2 separate regions of the Mus musculus genome follow, and region 2 is linked to region 1. A link is a contact called in public Hi-C data. All regions are on one chromosome and are shown on one strand. Each heading gives the region's core, a stretch centred on a gene start, on an enhancer-like site or on the middle of the called end of the contact. The rest is flanking DNA. Distances are from core to core; before and after follow the strand shown. Region 1 overlaps Gm31642 (a long non-coding RNA gene). Region 2 has its middle 19 kb from the start of Gm31586.

Region 1 (6,478 bases), core at 1,384-3,883:
AGGAACTAGTCCATATAACAGGCTGAGGAAGGAGCTGGTGTTGTGGGAACTCTTAGGGGTTTAGTCAGCTAGTTTGACTGACACAATGTCATTGTGGTCCCCCACCCCTTTCCAGATGAAGACATGGAGGCTAAGGAAGGTTTAACAACATGCAGTGGGAGCCAGAGCGGGTACTCAGTAAAGGCAGGACTCATTCCCAATCCATATGAGGCCAGGAAAGGGCCCCTTCCAAGCTGGGCTCTCACAGCTGCCCCATGCAGGATATGGTCAGCGTCCCTAGGCAGTGAGGACAGGGACTGCCTTTCCTCCTCCTCCTCTACTCTTTGCTAAGCACTGTGCCCTGCAGCCTTCATGGTGGCTTGCTGGAGATGGTGAGGGAGGCCTGAAGGTCAGAGGTCAGAGGTCAGAGATTGGACACCCTGGAAGCGGGACTCCCTCTAGTAAGGTGACCTTGATAAGTTATAAATCTTTTCTGAGCCTCAGTCCTTTTAGGGGCCAAATACTGCCATTCCCTTTGGTTATCTCAGGAACTAAGTAGAGGTTTTAGAACCCAGTAGGACTCCACATCCAGGCTCTGCTGTTACTGGAGGCAGGACCAGGGGCTGTGGTGGCTCATTGCCCTACCTCTCTACCCCACAGCTTCATGGGAAGAAAGCCAGATGTCCCTCCCTTGGGCCCCCTTTCATTTCCTGGGCTCCTACCTGGCCCCAAGAGACAGAGCAGCAGTGTTTCATGACCTGCCTCATGTCTGGGGTAGTGCGATGGGTCAGAGCTAGCATTCTCCTCTACAGCAAGTTTCCAACCTGTTGGTCACCTGACTCTTCCCCTTGCCCAAGTAGTTCCTCCCCAGGACTTAGTCACCTTAGTCACATCCTTCCAGGATTGGGCCCATATCTCTAACTCACCTGTTGTCAGAGATGTGTCCTGAACTATTATGTTAAGGCACAATGGTAGAATGAACTCTGCTCAGGCCTCTCCCTAGGTGTATGGAGAGCCTCCTGGTTGGTGCTGTTAGCCCACTGTGGGAACTAAGGTTTCTACAGCAAGGCCTGCATGTTCTGCTTTTAGATGTTCCCTATGCCATTTCCACTGCCCTGAGCAACTGAGAGCAGAAAGGAGAGAGTACAGGTACAGGTAAGGGACAAGGCCATATGATTTAAGGAAAAAAAGTTACTCAAGGCCAGAACTAGTGATCGAAAGGGATCCTAGACCCAGCTTTGTCCCTGGGCTGAGTCCAGGGGAAGAGTAGCCCCTGGTCCATCCTCGACAGTCCCAGACAGCCAGCTGCCCCTTGGAGCTGTCAGCCCGACTCCGCCACACTCTCTCTTCGCCTTCTTCCACCCCCTTCCCCTGCCCTTTTTCCCTTCCTAAAAACACAGAGAATTGGGATTCAGAAGCCTACACTGCCTGCAGAACGTAGTTCAGTCTCCCAAAAGAGGAAATGCCAATGTGCGGGTTCTCATGGCAACTCCAGCTCCACCCCCTGCAGACGCCCAGCGCCCATATGGCGAGATTCGAGCAGGGCGCATTGACTCAGCCGGCCCCGGGTCTGGCTGGGGCTGCCATAAGGGGCATGTTGGATTTCTCGGCTGTCCTTTGGCAGCCCGTGGAGGGGCCAGCAGGATACACAGGAGCTGTCTGTGGGCAGCAGTGATCTGGTGCTTTCTGAGATGGGCCTTATCTGCCTCCTGCTCCTCTGCCCTTGCTGTATGATATAAACGCTGGGCTTGGGAGTTCCCTGCGAGGTATGGAAGGGCATGGGGAACAGAAGGGGAGCTAGGTGCTGGTTTTCTTGTCCTTGGCAATGGCACCAAGGCCTCCCTGCCAAGCAACGGTGAGGGGGCCAGAGCCCTGATCTCTAAGCCATGGAATGAAGAAGCAGCCCAGGCCTTGGCTGAGCTGCCCTAGGGCACCGCCCCTCCCTATTCACAAACTTCTCATGCCTACCAGGGCAGTGCCTGCCAGCCTGCCTTGTAGATAACCCTGCTTTTCCAGGCCAGCTGGCATTTCCATGATTAATGTAGTGGAAGCTGGTGCCAGGGTTGGGGGCTGCAGGGCTGGTGGTTAAAGAGCAAGTCTTCTATGGCTCAGCACCCATCCTGCATCCTTTGCTGGGGCCCTTTGGTACCAAGTAGAACGTAAGTAGTACTTGGGTTCCCAGTACTTCCCATCTCCTCCCCACTTGACCTCAGACATCAGCTAGCCCTGGGCCATCTCTTGGGTGAGCGCGGCAGGTGATGATGATGGTGATGGGGAAGAGGTGGGAGGAGGAAGAGGAGGAGCAAAGACTGATCAATTTCCTCCCATTGCACCCATGCTCTCTGGAGGCTATGAACCCCGATCTTTCTATGTGGGTTTTACTTTTAGCTTTCTTGTTTCTAACCCTTCCAGCAGACATTTATATGCATGTCAGAGCCAGAGAACCCACAGGTGGTGGGCCAGACCCGTCAGGAACACATAAATGGGGCACAGTGTGTAGAAGCGACACAAGATCACACAGCAAGTCCAGGTCTAGCAGGACTACAAAGCAAAAGCTGTTGTCTCCCTGCCTAGCCCTTCTCACAGTCCTCCCATTATGTCTCTGCTGAAGGAGGGATGGATGGGTAGATGGGGGCAGGGAGCAGGGACTGTGGAACAGATGGGCTTGGAGGCTCCATGGGGAGGGGAGGCTGATGGAGGGGGAGGAGCCCGGGAGAACCTGGAACTCTTACAAAGTTGCGAGTTAAAACATTCTTCACACTCCCGCCTCCTTCACTGTTCTGATGAACCAAGACGTGACAAAAATGTGTCAGATTTTTTAAAAAACCACACACATACACAAATGCCAGGCCTGTATCTACCGCCCGCCCAAGCTTGGCCCATCTGCTTCCTGGGGGTGGAAGGGAAAGGGCCTTAGGAGTCACACCTCACTCTGGTCACCTCTGCTCTAGCACACAAATGGCCCAGGCCATGGTAGAAGGTCTTAAGGGGAAGGCCCTGCTCTGCTCTACAGCCCATACCTCAGCTGGGCTCACCCTGGTGTCCCTCCCTCTGATACTCTCCATCTTCACTCCGAGATGGGTGGAGCCTCCCTCTCACCTGCTGCAGCTGGGGCCCAGCACTTGTGGAGTTCTCTCTCAATGTACAGCTCCAGAAACTGAGGCCCAAAGAGTCGGTTCACTCAACCAACACCAGCTGAGCATGAATTTGCTCTTCACTCAGGTCCATCAGGCAAAGGGGACTCAGTGCTGGCCAGAAACACAGGCACGCTCCCTGGCAGAACAAGATCATGTAGATAGACTGGGGCCCCTGAGGAAGAAGACAGATGGGCTGGCAGCAGGGCCTGGAGAGACACCCAGCTGGGCCTTACTTCCCTGCGACCATCAGTGGGCTTTATCACAGAGCTCAGCACCCTGGGACATGGGTCTCTTTAGTAGCTACTCTAGGTTGGGTTGATGTCATGGGATCACATGTGACCATGAACACACAGACAGAGGACAGAAGAGATTCCTCAAGGATGTAGGCTTGAGCACGGGGCAGGGCAGGGACTAGAGTCTGCCGGGCCTGGTGGATCCCTGAGAGGACAGTTGAGATTGCCAGGCATGCGTATGGGCTTGCTGTGGTCAGATGTGCAGAGGAGAAGCATCACTTCTCAGAGCTGTTCATGCTTCACCCTCCTTTCCCTCCCCTCTCCCTCTCCCTCACTCTGGAGGCCAGCCTGGCCCAGGTCTCAGGTCAAGGAGACTCCTTCTTAAGATTCTGGTTCAAATGCCTTAACGATACCTTTTCTGAAATATGTGCTTGAACTTGTTGAGACAAGCAAGAGTCCCAGCATAGACCTTTCCCACCTGAGGGCCCCCAGGCAGGGCTCCTCGGAGGCCCCCATCAGAGTGGCCACTCTGTCCCTTCCCCTTGTCACTTTGATATCAAAATCATATGACCAGACACCATCCTAGGTGTGGACACAGAGGTTCAGAGAGGAGAAGGAGTTTGTCACACGGAACACAGCAGTTGATAGGTTGGGGGTCAGTTCAGAATGGTGCCACCCCTGTCTCTGTTCAGAGGCTCTAGGGTCCTGATGCTGAGTAATGGGTAGGCTAGACAGGGTAGGCTGTAGCGTGGAGTGCCGGGCCAATGGAAAAAGCTGGCTGTGGCTGGGAGATTTCTAATGGAAGCCTCTTGGATCAGTTACTGGATATCCAGGCAGCTTGACCTTGAAAGCTGGTGGCTGGGAGAGGCTGTGGGCAGCCTAGCACAGATGCCCAGCCTCCTCCAGAGGAAGTCTGGGAGCTGGAGGCAGCTTGGTGGGTGGAAGGCAAAGGGGGCCTGGCAACCTGGCCAAAGAGGGGGCTAGGGGTGGTGGGGAAGGAATGTTCTATGGGATTAGCAGCCCCCTCTCCACCTCAACTGGGGGTATTCAGGAGCAAGCTCTTTTCTGAGGAGCAAGAGGGCACAGTTACATCTCCTGGACCTCAGCCTCCCCATTGCAACATGGGATTCCTGTGTCAGCTCCATTTGAGGCTGAGAGACAAGCCCTGGGGGATGTTCTGCAGAGTCCCATGGCCTCGGGGCCCAGGAGCAATCCACTGCCTCTGATTCCCCAGTGGGCCTGTGTGATAACATCGACACCCAGATTTCCAAGGCACCCTGAGGTACTGGGGTGAAGTCTCACCTGAACCCCACCCTCCCCACAGGACTGTGAGTCCCCAGCAATATCCCTTGCTCTCCCAGGGATCCATGCTAATGTCTGCTGTGGCTGGAAGTGCTCACAGAGGGCTTTCTCCTCAGTTGTCAAGTGGGAATGGAAGGAGAGGAGGAAGAGGCTCCACCGCTTCACTCCTCTCTCCCTCAACATTCTCCCTTCCTACTCATTTGAAATCCATTTGAGTTAATGGATTAATTAAGTGATTTAATATATGCACAGTGTTAGAACAGTGCTTGACACGGTAAAAACTGAGCCCTGGCAGTCGATGATACTATGGTGGCAACACTTCTCCTTCATGTACTAGTGCCATAGATTGGGAAAACTCTAGCAGTCATATACTACTTAGTATGAATTAGTTCTGAAAAACAGCTTGTTTTCCAGCTCGCCTTCATCTGAGGCTAGCCAGTTTTGCTCTAAGAGCCATTTTGGAGTTAATTGCATGGAAGGCAAACTAAGCAAGCCAAAGGCCTCTGAGTACCCAGTCTACAGTGACATCTCTAGCCTAGGTGGAGGGGAGTGAGGGGCCTTCAGGGACTACATGTACCCTCAGTTCTCCAGGGGCAGGGCTTGGGAGTTAGCATGAACAAATGTAGGGAAGTCACCTCCTGATGCACAGGTGCTCCCAGGGCAGGCAGAGGGAGTGGGGAGAGGCTCTGGGGCCACTGGAATCTGCTCCCCGAGGTGCTGGGCATTGCGGGAGATAGGGTAGGCAAGGGCAATCATGCACAGACAGGGAGGAAACAGAAGCCTTCAGCTGGCATCCAGGAAGTGAGATGGGCAGGGGGTGAGGGAATGACTTGGGGCGGGGTTAAACAGGTCTGGGTGTAAAGCTGAGAAGGGCCTTTAGGGCGTGCCAGGCTGTAGGGGTTGGCCTAACCACCAAGATGGCTAGTACAGAGAAAGCAGAGCCACAGCGGAGAGGCCAGCAAGCCTCTGGGTTGACAAGGTTTCAGGAGAGCGGCAGGATGAAATTCAAGCGTGAGAATCTGTGGTCAGACCTAAAGAAGTTCTTGGACATTCGGAAACTGATGGAATGTGGGAAGCCTGGGGTCTAGAAGAGAAACACTGGCTTCTCTTAGCCCAAAGCAGCAATGTAGGGCCTCCTTGGGCAGGAGTGTAGCTAGAGATGGTCCCCTACTGACTGTAGAGGTGCCACACACACTCCAAGGCAAGACACACTTTGGGGCTCAGATTTGGTTCATGAAACAGGGATAATAGTGCCTACTGTGCCATCTGAGGCTCCAAATATGATCCAGTTTGGTCACTGTCCAGTTCCCTGGCTGGGCTACCATATGGAACAGTAATGTCCTCAATACAACATACAAGGAACACACCAGCCTCTGCCTTCACAGACCCTGGGTTCTTTGTCTGGCCCATGGCTGCATGATGGGAGGGTCAAGAGGTCCTTCCATGGCAGACAGGCCAGTTCTACCCCTGCCTTTCTGAGCATTTCCTGCTTTTGACAATGGCGCAGCCACTGCCCACTACCCTGCATGGCCTGAGCTGAGGGATGGCGGTGGGCCAAGCAGGACTGGATGACAGACACATTCACACCTTTCACTAGCCTGAAGGTTCCCGAGGCTCACAGTGCTTATGATGAATAAGGTCACAGCAGTAGGGGGACACCATGACCCTGCAACTCCCATTCCCCCCTCAGCTGTACCTGCCAGGTTCAATCCAGCTTCTGTCCAGGGAGCCTCTGAGAACAAGGTACGATCTGACTGGTTGGTCTGCAGGGAGTAAGTCAAGGGATTTCCTCTGTGGGTCATCAGGCAAGATGGATGGAGCTGGCTG
Region 2 (6,478 bases), core at 1,451-3,950, 120 kb after region 1:
ACAGAAAGCCAAGGTCATCTAGTTGACAGCACTCATCACAAATACATTCACCTAGTTCCTGAGCCTTGTCCTGCCCTGAAGGTGTCTGGACCCAAATGTCACCAGCAGAGCCCCATTAACTCCACAGGTCAGAGCCAAGGCTGCCTCTTGGCAGTGTCTTGGACATTGACTACCTCCATCCACACATTCCCACTCCCTCCTGACCTGGAGTCAAGCACACATTCGGTCAACAATGTGACAGGACTAAGGGCAGAGTGCTTCGGCTTGCCCTTAGAGACCCCCTCCCCCAAGCCGAATGGGAACCTATTAGCCAGCACTGTGTGTGAAACCATGTGGCTGGGACAAGTGCCCCAGGCTTCCGAGCTGGCTGCAGACCAGGACCGGCCACAGCAAGGGCTACTGGGGTTGGATTGCAGAGGAGAGGGACAGATGGAAGCATGTGGATAGAGGGCCCCGAGACAGCCCTCCCTAAAAGCCCCACTAACCCACAAATGGCCTCTTACCTGTGACTGGGTAGTGCTGGGTGCAGCTGGGCTGGAATCAGCCTAGGCCTGGTTCAGTTGGCCCTTTTGCCCATAGGTACCAGAATCTCAGGGCCTATGGATACAGGAGGCTGTGGGAAGAAAGAGGAGGAGGTGCTGTCAGAAAGGATGAGCAGGATGCTATGAAGGGTAAACATGCAAATGGATCTGAGAGCACCCAGCTGGGCGATTAACACTGTACACACACACACACACTTTCTACTCAATGGTACATGTGCACTTGCACATTCATGCCACCAGCTGGATCAGGGATGCTCTGGGAACATGAATATCTGGCATCAGGATGGGTCTGGCTACTTGGCCTCACAACTGGCCCTGTGATCTTGGACCAGTCAACTCTCTAAGCTTCACTTCCCTCAGTCATAAAACAAGGATTTCTTCCTTCTGCCAAGACAGCAGAGGAATAGCAGAGGACAGTAGGTGTCCATCAATACCACTATTTGCCTCTTCCTCCTCAGCCACCAGATGCTAAGGCAGGTTCCAGGCTAACCCCAAAGTATGCTGTCGACAGAGCCCAGGAAGTATCTCCCAGCCTGAACCCCTACCTGTCCCCAAAGATCTCTGCAGCTCCTACTTATCCTCTCCCTGCCTTACTCTCTCTTCAAGCATCCTCCAAGGGTTCCCCAGACAGAAGCAGGAAAGATGCTAAGGGATCCAGCCTGGGGTCTCTCACATGACACTACCAGAAGGCCAGAAACAAAGCAGGTACTCCCAGCTCTCCTGCTCTGTGATCCTGTGGCCCTGAGCAAAGTTCTCTCTCTCTCTCTCTCTCTCTCTCTCTCTCTCTCTCTCTCTCTCTCTCTCTCTCTCTCTCTCTCTTTCCCTCAGTTTCTTTACCCTCTCAAAGTCCTGAATCCTTTTCTGAGTTATTACTCAGGGGTCCCAGATCTGTGTCTCTCAGAGTGGAGATACATGTCTGTCTCTGGATTGCATGGGGGGATTTAAGCGGGATGCAAACATTTTGACTTTCATTGGCTTGCATTTATTTTTCTCTGTGTTAGCGCAAAACATGACAGGCACATCATAGGCGTGATTTCACGGGTGTGTGACTCAGGGAGCACCGTGGTAATCCTCCTTCAAATAGTAGTCCACAAAAGGCAAAGATCACGGAGGAGAGTACAGGAGGGGAAGTACCTAGAAAACCCAGCTCCCTCCCAGCAGCCTCCACCTGCGTTTCCCAGGGAGCCGTCTGGTGTTTCCATGTGGGACCATCCAGCACAGGCCTGATCCCCAGAGCCTCTGAGAGACCTTTAAGATCTGATGGATGGAAGGATGTGGCCCCAAGATGATGAATGCAATGAGGGCAGAAAATGCCAAAGGCTCAGAGCCCCTCCCAGAGTTTGTGTTCTAGCAAGCCAAGGATGTGAGTGCAACTTTCAGCCATGCGGCAAGTGGGAGGGTGAGGTCTAGAAGGTGGGTTCTTCCTGCCTCCCAGGCTGCAGCTTCTCCTCTAGAAGGAGGCAGAGAATTAGGTGCCAAGCAGGACCTTGGCTCTATCCCAGGACTATCGCAAAAGGACCAGACAAGAAACAACCCACTAGTCACACAGCCCTCCAGCCTTAAACTGTGTCCCAATTCAGATGGCCCTAAGGATGTCTCTCAATGACTGAAGATCCTGGAGATCAAGACAGGAAGGAAGGACACCGTGGTGCCAGCTTGGCCCAGGTGAGTAGCCAGAGCCTGAACAATTCGTCAGGCCTGGGTCTCCTCCCAAGCCAGGTCCAGCCAGGCAGGAGTGCCCTCAATGCCTGCCCAAGCTGGCTCCCGGTAGACTGGCATGAGCCAGCCAGGGCCAGGCCAACAAGGACAGCCATGTCCCTGGCAGGCCTCCAGACCACCTGGCTGGTGGCCCTGAGCCCATCTCCACCTGAGCTGGCAGGCCAAGCCATCCCCATGAGTGCATCTCAAGCCCCCGCTGCCACGAGCCCAGACAATGACTGGGTCTCCAGCTCCCTTCCCCCAACCCTTTTAGAAGCTCCTGCTCTCCTCAGAGGCATCAGAAGAAGTTGCTATGGAAATGGGACCACAGGCAGAGCATGACAATGATTTGGGGCAGGGAGGAGCTGCAGTAGGAGCCAGTGCTCTCCTGGACACGGGGCCTGCCCATGTGCTGAGTCCCAGGAAAGGATGTGAGAGCTCTGCTAAGGAGGATCGAGGGACCAGAGCAGGGGCAGGGCTTCCTTCCAACCTGCCCTGCTGGATCGCTGCCCCTCAGCAGAGCGCACAGAGCCCTGAAAATCCATCGCCTGTTCCTTCTGCAGCAACTGCAGGATGCTGCCAAAGTAGGTGCAGCCCTGGAGGAAGGGGAGAGAAATCTACCAACAAACAGCATGTCCTAGAAGTCATTTTCCTCCTCACAGAAGTGGAGTCTGAGCGGTTTCCCGTCATACAGACTGGAGACAGAGCTGCAAGGATTGGCAACCCCAGCAAGGCAGCCCCCAGCCAACCCAGAACCCTGTCTCCTCCACCCCCCAACCTGATCCCTCTGACAACACTCTGTCTTCCATTCACTCAGCCTCCCACTCATTACACACTTCCTGTTAAGGAGCCACTAGAAGCCTGGGGACTGAGATAGACGCTCAGGGCAGAGGAGATACACGGACAGAGATGACCCATCATGATTGGAGGGAAGACACCCAGACAGAAACGCAGTACCCATGAGTCAGAGATGGCAGCCTTGAGTTTTAGGGTATGCACTTGGGCCGTGCTTTCAGAGACCTCCCAGCTCCCCTGACTCACCTCCAAAGCTCTCACTCTGTCCTCTACAGCCCACCGAGGCCTCATTTCCAGAAGGCTGTGGGGAGCATTTTCCACCAGCATCTTGCTATAGTTCGGAGCTTGTGAGTTTCCCATAGGCTCATGTATTAAAGGCATGGGCTCCAGGGAAGCACAATAGAAGCAGACTGAACTCTGGAGGCCTAGGGCCTAGTGGGAGGTCCTTAGGTGAATCAGGGTGTGTTTTCATTGGAGAGTGAGGCCCACTCTCTTCGGTACCAAGGGCTTTGCTGTACAAATTTTCTACCATGCTGTGCTACCTTATTATAGGCCTGAAGTAATGGAGCTAACCAGTCACAGAGCAGGATCTGCAAAACTGTGAGCTAAACTCAGTCTGTGGGTCATGACTCCTTTGTGGTCAAACGACCTTTTCACAGGGGTCGCATATCAGATATCCTGCATGTCAGATATTTACATTATGATTCATAACAGTAGCAAAATAAGAGTTATGAAGTAGCAATGAAATAATTGTATGGTTGAGGGTCAGCACAACATGAGGAGCTGTATTAAAGAGTCACAGCATAAGGAAGGCTGAGAACCACTGCTCTATAAGATGGCGGTTTCAGGTATTTTGTTATAGTTATGGTAAGCTAGGCTTTGCAAAGTGTCCCCTTTCATACCCTGAGTACAGTGACTATTTAGAGGTGGAAGGGTGGGGAGAATTTGCATGCAGCTGAGAAAGAAGTAGGGACTTGAGTTCTGTCCGTAGACAGCCAGTTAGACTCTGTTCTCTCCAGACCCAATACAACACCGCCCGGCAAGTTCAAGGTGCCCAGGTGGGTGAGGAATGGAATGGCCTCTGTAGGAACTTGATCTTGTCAGGAGTGACAGGAGCTAGGCACGTGCTCTGAGAGCTCCTTGTGTATAACAAGGTCCTCTCCCCATGATTCCTAGCTGGCCGGCCTGTCAGCTCCATCGTATCCTGCATGGACTCTGTCTAACAGTAGCAAGCATTGCCTCCATGGGCCTGTGTTACACGGGTGGAAAGCAAGGCCTGAGACGTAACAACCGGTCCAGAAGAAGCCCTCAGACAGCAAGAGCAGGAGAGAGCATCCGGGAGAGAAGGGTGGGACCTAGCCCAAGACTTTGGAAAAGAGGAAAGAGGTCCTGAGGGCTTCCTGGTGGAGGCAAGACTAGGGCTGGCTCAGAGCTTGCCCTCCGGAAAGAACACTTTTTCAGAAAACAGGGATAAAGCCTATTTGTCAGTCCACATGACTTGAAGCTAGACTGGCAGAAAGAAGGAGAGGGGAGCATGACAGCTGCCTCCCTGTCCCCATCCCACCAAGGCGGTCCTAGTCACTGCTGCCTAATGAGAAAATAGCTGGGCGGTTCCCAGGAGAGACAGAAGAGGGGCAGGGCAGAGCATCCGAGAAATGGAGGTGCAAAGACAGACAGAGCTGCAGTTATCTCAGACCTAGGTAGACATAGGGAAGGACAGAGCTGAAGGGTGGACAGATGGGGCCACTGCACCCCACTCCCACCAGAGATGGTTTTGCAGCTGCTGAGAGGAGCAGACAGCTGGAAGGGAGCCTGCAAACGCAGCTTTGAGAAGATTTTTCAGCAATAAAACTCAGATTTGAAATGAGACTTTGTGCAGTGGGGGAGAGCCTTCCTATGGCAAACATTAAATCCAGACACTGTAAAGTGGAAATTTGACAAATCCAACTACATAAACATGTAAAACATCTGTACAGCAGAAGACACCATAAACAATGTTAAAATGCAAGTAAGGAGCCGCAAGAAAATACCACTAATATGCAAAGAGCCCCTACAAATCAATAAGAAAAAAGACAAAGGAGAAAAATTGGGAGTGAATTAGAAATCCGCAGAGGAAGAACTAAATTGGCCAATAAACGTATGAAAACATGTTCTGTCTCACTAGCAATCAGGCAAATGCAAATGAAAACGACACGATACCATTTTTTGCCCATCAGATTGGGAAAAATTAAAATGATTTATAACAAGCGATGCTGGCAAGGATGATGGGAAATGAACACTCACAGACCATTGAAGGGAGAGAAGTTGGCTCAACCACTGCAAGGGTAATTTGGCAGTATTGATTAACATTTTAAACCCACACACCCTACAACCTAGTAATCCCATTTCTATCATCTACAGAGGGAAAAAAAAAAAAAAAACAGTGCATGTACACACATAAAATACTCAAGGATGCTCACAGCAGCATTGCCAGTAAGAGTGGGAAAGAAATTGGAAACAGCCTAAGTGTTTATCAATAAGGAAACATTCGAGTAAAACATAGCACATCTACACTATGGAACACCCTGCAACCATTCGGCAGCATGGGGCACAGCTGCAGGACAACGGGAGGGAATCAAGATGATCCTTCAGAGCAACTGTGTTTACAAACAACCGTCTATCTATCCACGGAGGGAGACCGGGATGCCAGGCCTCCAGGTGATCACCTCTGAGGGGTGGGACAAGGTGTGACAAGGGGGCTTCTGTGGCTTCTACGTTCCACAAATGTAGACTTGGATTTTCTTTTGTAATCAGAAAAACAAAATCAATAGGGAGCTAATGGATTTTTTTTTAAATCTTGCCCAGACCCTAATATAAAATGCAGATCTAAGCAGCACTTCTCTGGCTGAGAGGCGGGACTCCACACTCCCACCGGGCCCCAGGCGCCGACCCCCCAGGCCCCTACTGGAACTCTGGGACCTATTTGAGACCTTGGCTGGAGAACATAGGGCCAAAATGACAAGGGTGGAAGGTCACCCCAAGTGCACAGGCTGGCTGGGGCCCAGGCCCAGGATTCTAGCCTTTGAGTGCTGAGTAAGGGGGTAGGGGAATTCTCTGGTTGAAAAAGAAAAGTCACCACCCTGGGGAACTCTGGGCTGAGGTGCAGAGTGAGGGGGAACAGAGAGAGCCTGGGGAGGAGGGAGGTGGATGTTTTCTCTGTACCCTGCTGAGGAGGTTGCGGAGCTGTTCATGTGGGCAGAGACCGGTGTACATGCGTGAAAGATGTGCAAGGGGGGAGGCGAGCATCAAGGGTATGTGCGCTCCCAGTAGCATGTCTGTCTGTGTAGTCTGTGGGAGTGTGGGCCTGTTGTTACTCCTTGGGTGACAGCAGAAATAGTGTGTGTGTCTCAAGGGAAAGAAACTCACAAGGCCTTGTGTGTGTGTCTAAGAGTTCCCATCAGTGA

The links. A called contact is a pair of places that touch in the nucleus more often than the background predicts.
Region 2: a Hi-C map of cortical neurons shows a contact between it and region 1, with 1.8 times the contacts expected there. The contact joins two enhancer-like sites. A contact is called at or near these places in 3 of 484 Hi-C or Micro-C datasets (the AML12 cell line and cortical neurons) and 3 of 9 other capture datasets (adipose tissue, embryonic tail and pancreatic islet).

What each region holds. Positions count from the first base shown.
Region 1 is chr9:56,655,453-56,661,930 of GRCm38.p6, forward strand. All of the region lies in intron 1 of Gm31642 (a long non-coding RNA gene), which reads left to right. It also overlaps a transcript of Lingo1 not described here. Among named protein-coding and RNA genes, the nearest start is that of Gm31642, 7.8 kb to the left of the region's middle. Within about 2 kb of position 2,634, at least 25 of the 459 cell types and tissues checked have an H3K27ac peak or open chromatin away from gene starts, as enhancers often do. A contact at or near this core is called in cortical neurons, where this site is marked.
Region 2 is chr9:56,775,036-56,781,513 of GRCm38.p6, forward strand. It overlaps a transcript of Lingo1 not described here. Among named protein-coding and RNA genes, the nearest start is that of Gm31586, 19 kb to the right of the region's middle. Within about 2 kb of position 2,701, at least 31 of the 459 cell types and tissues checked have an H3K27ac peak or open chromatin away from gene starts, as enhancers often do. A contact at or near this core is called in cortical neurons, where this site is marked.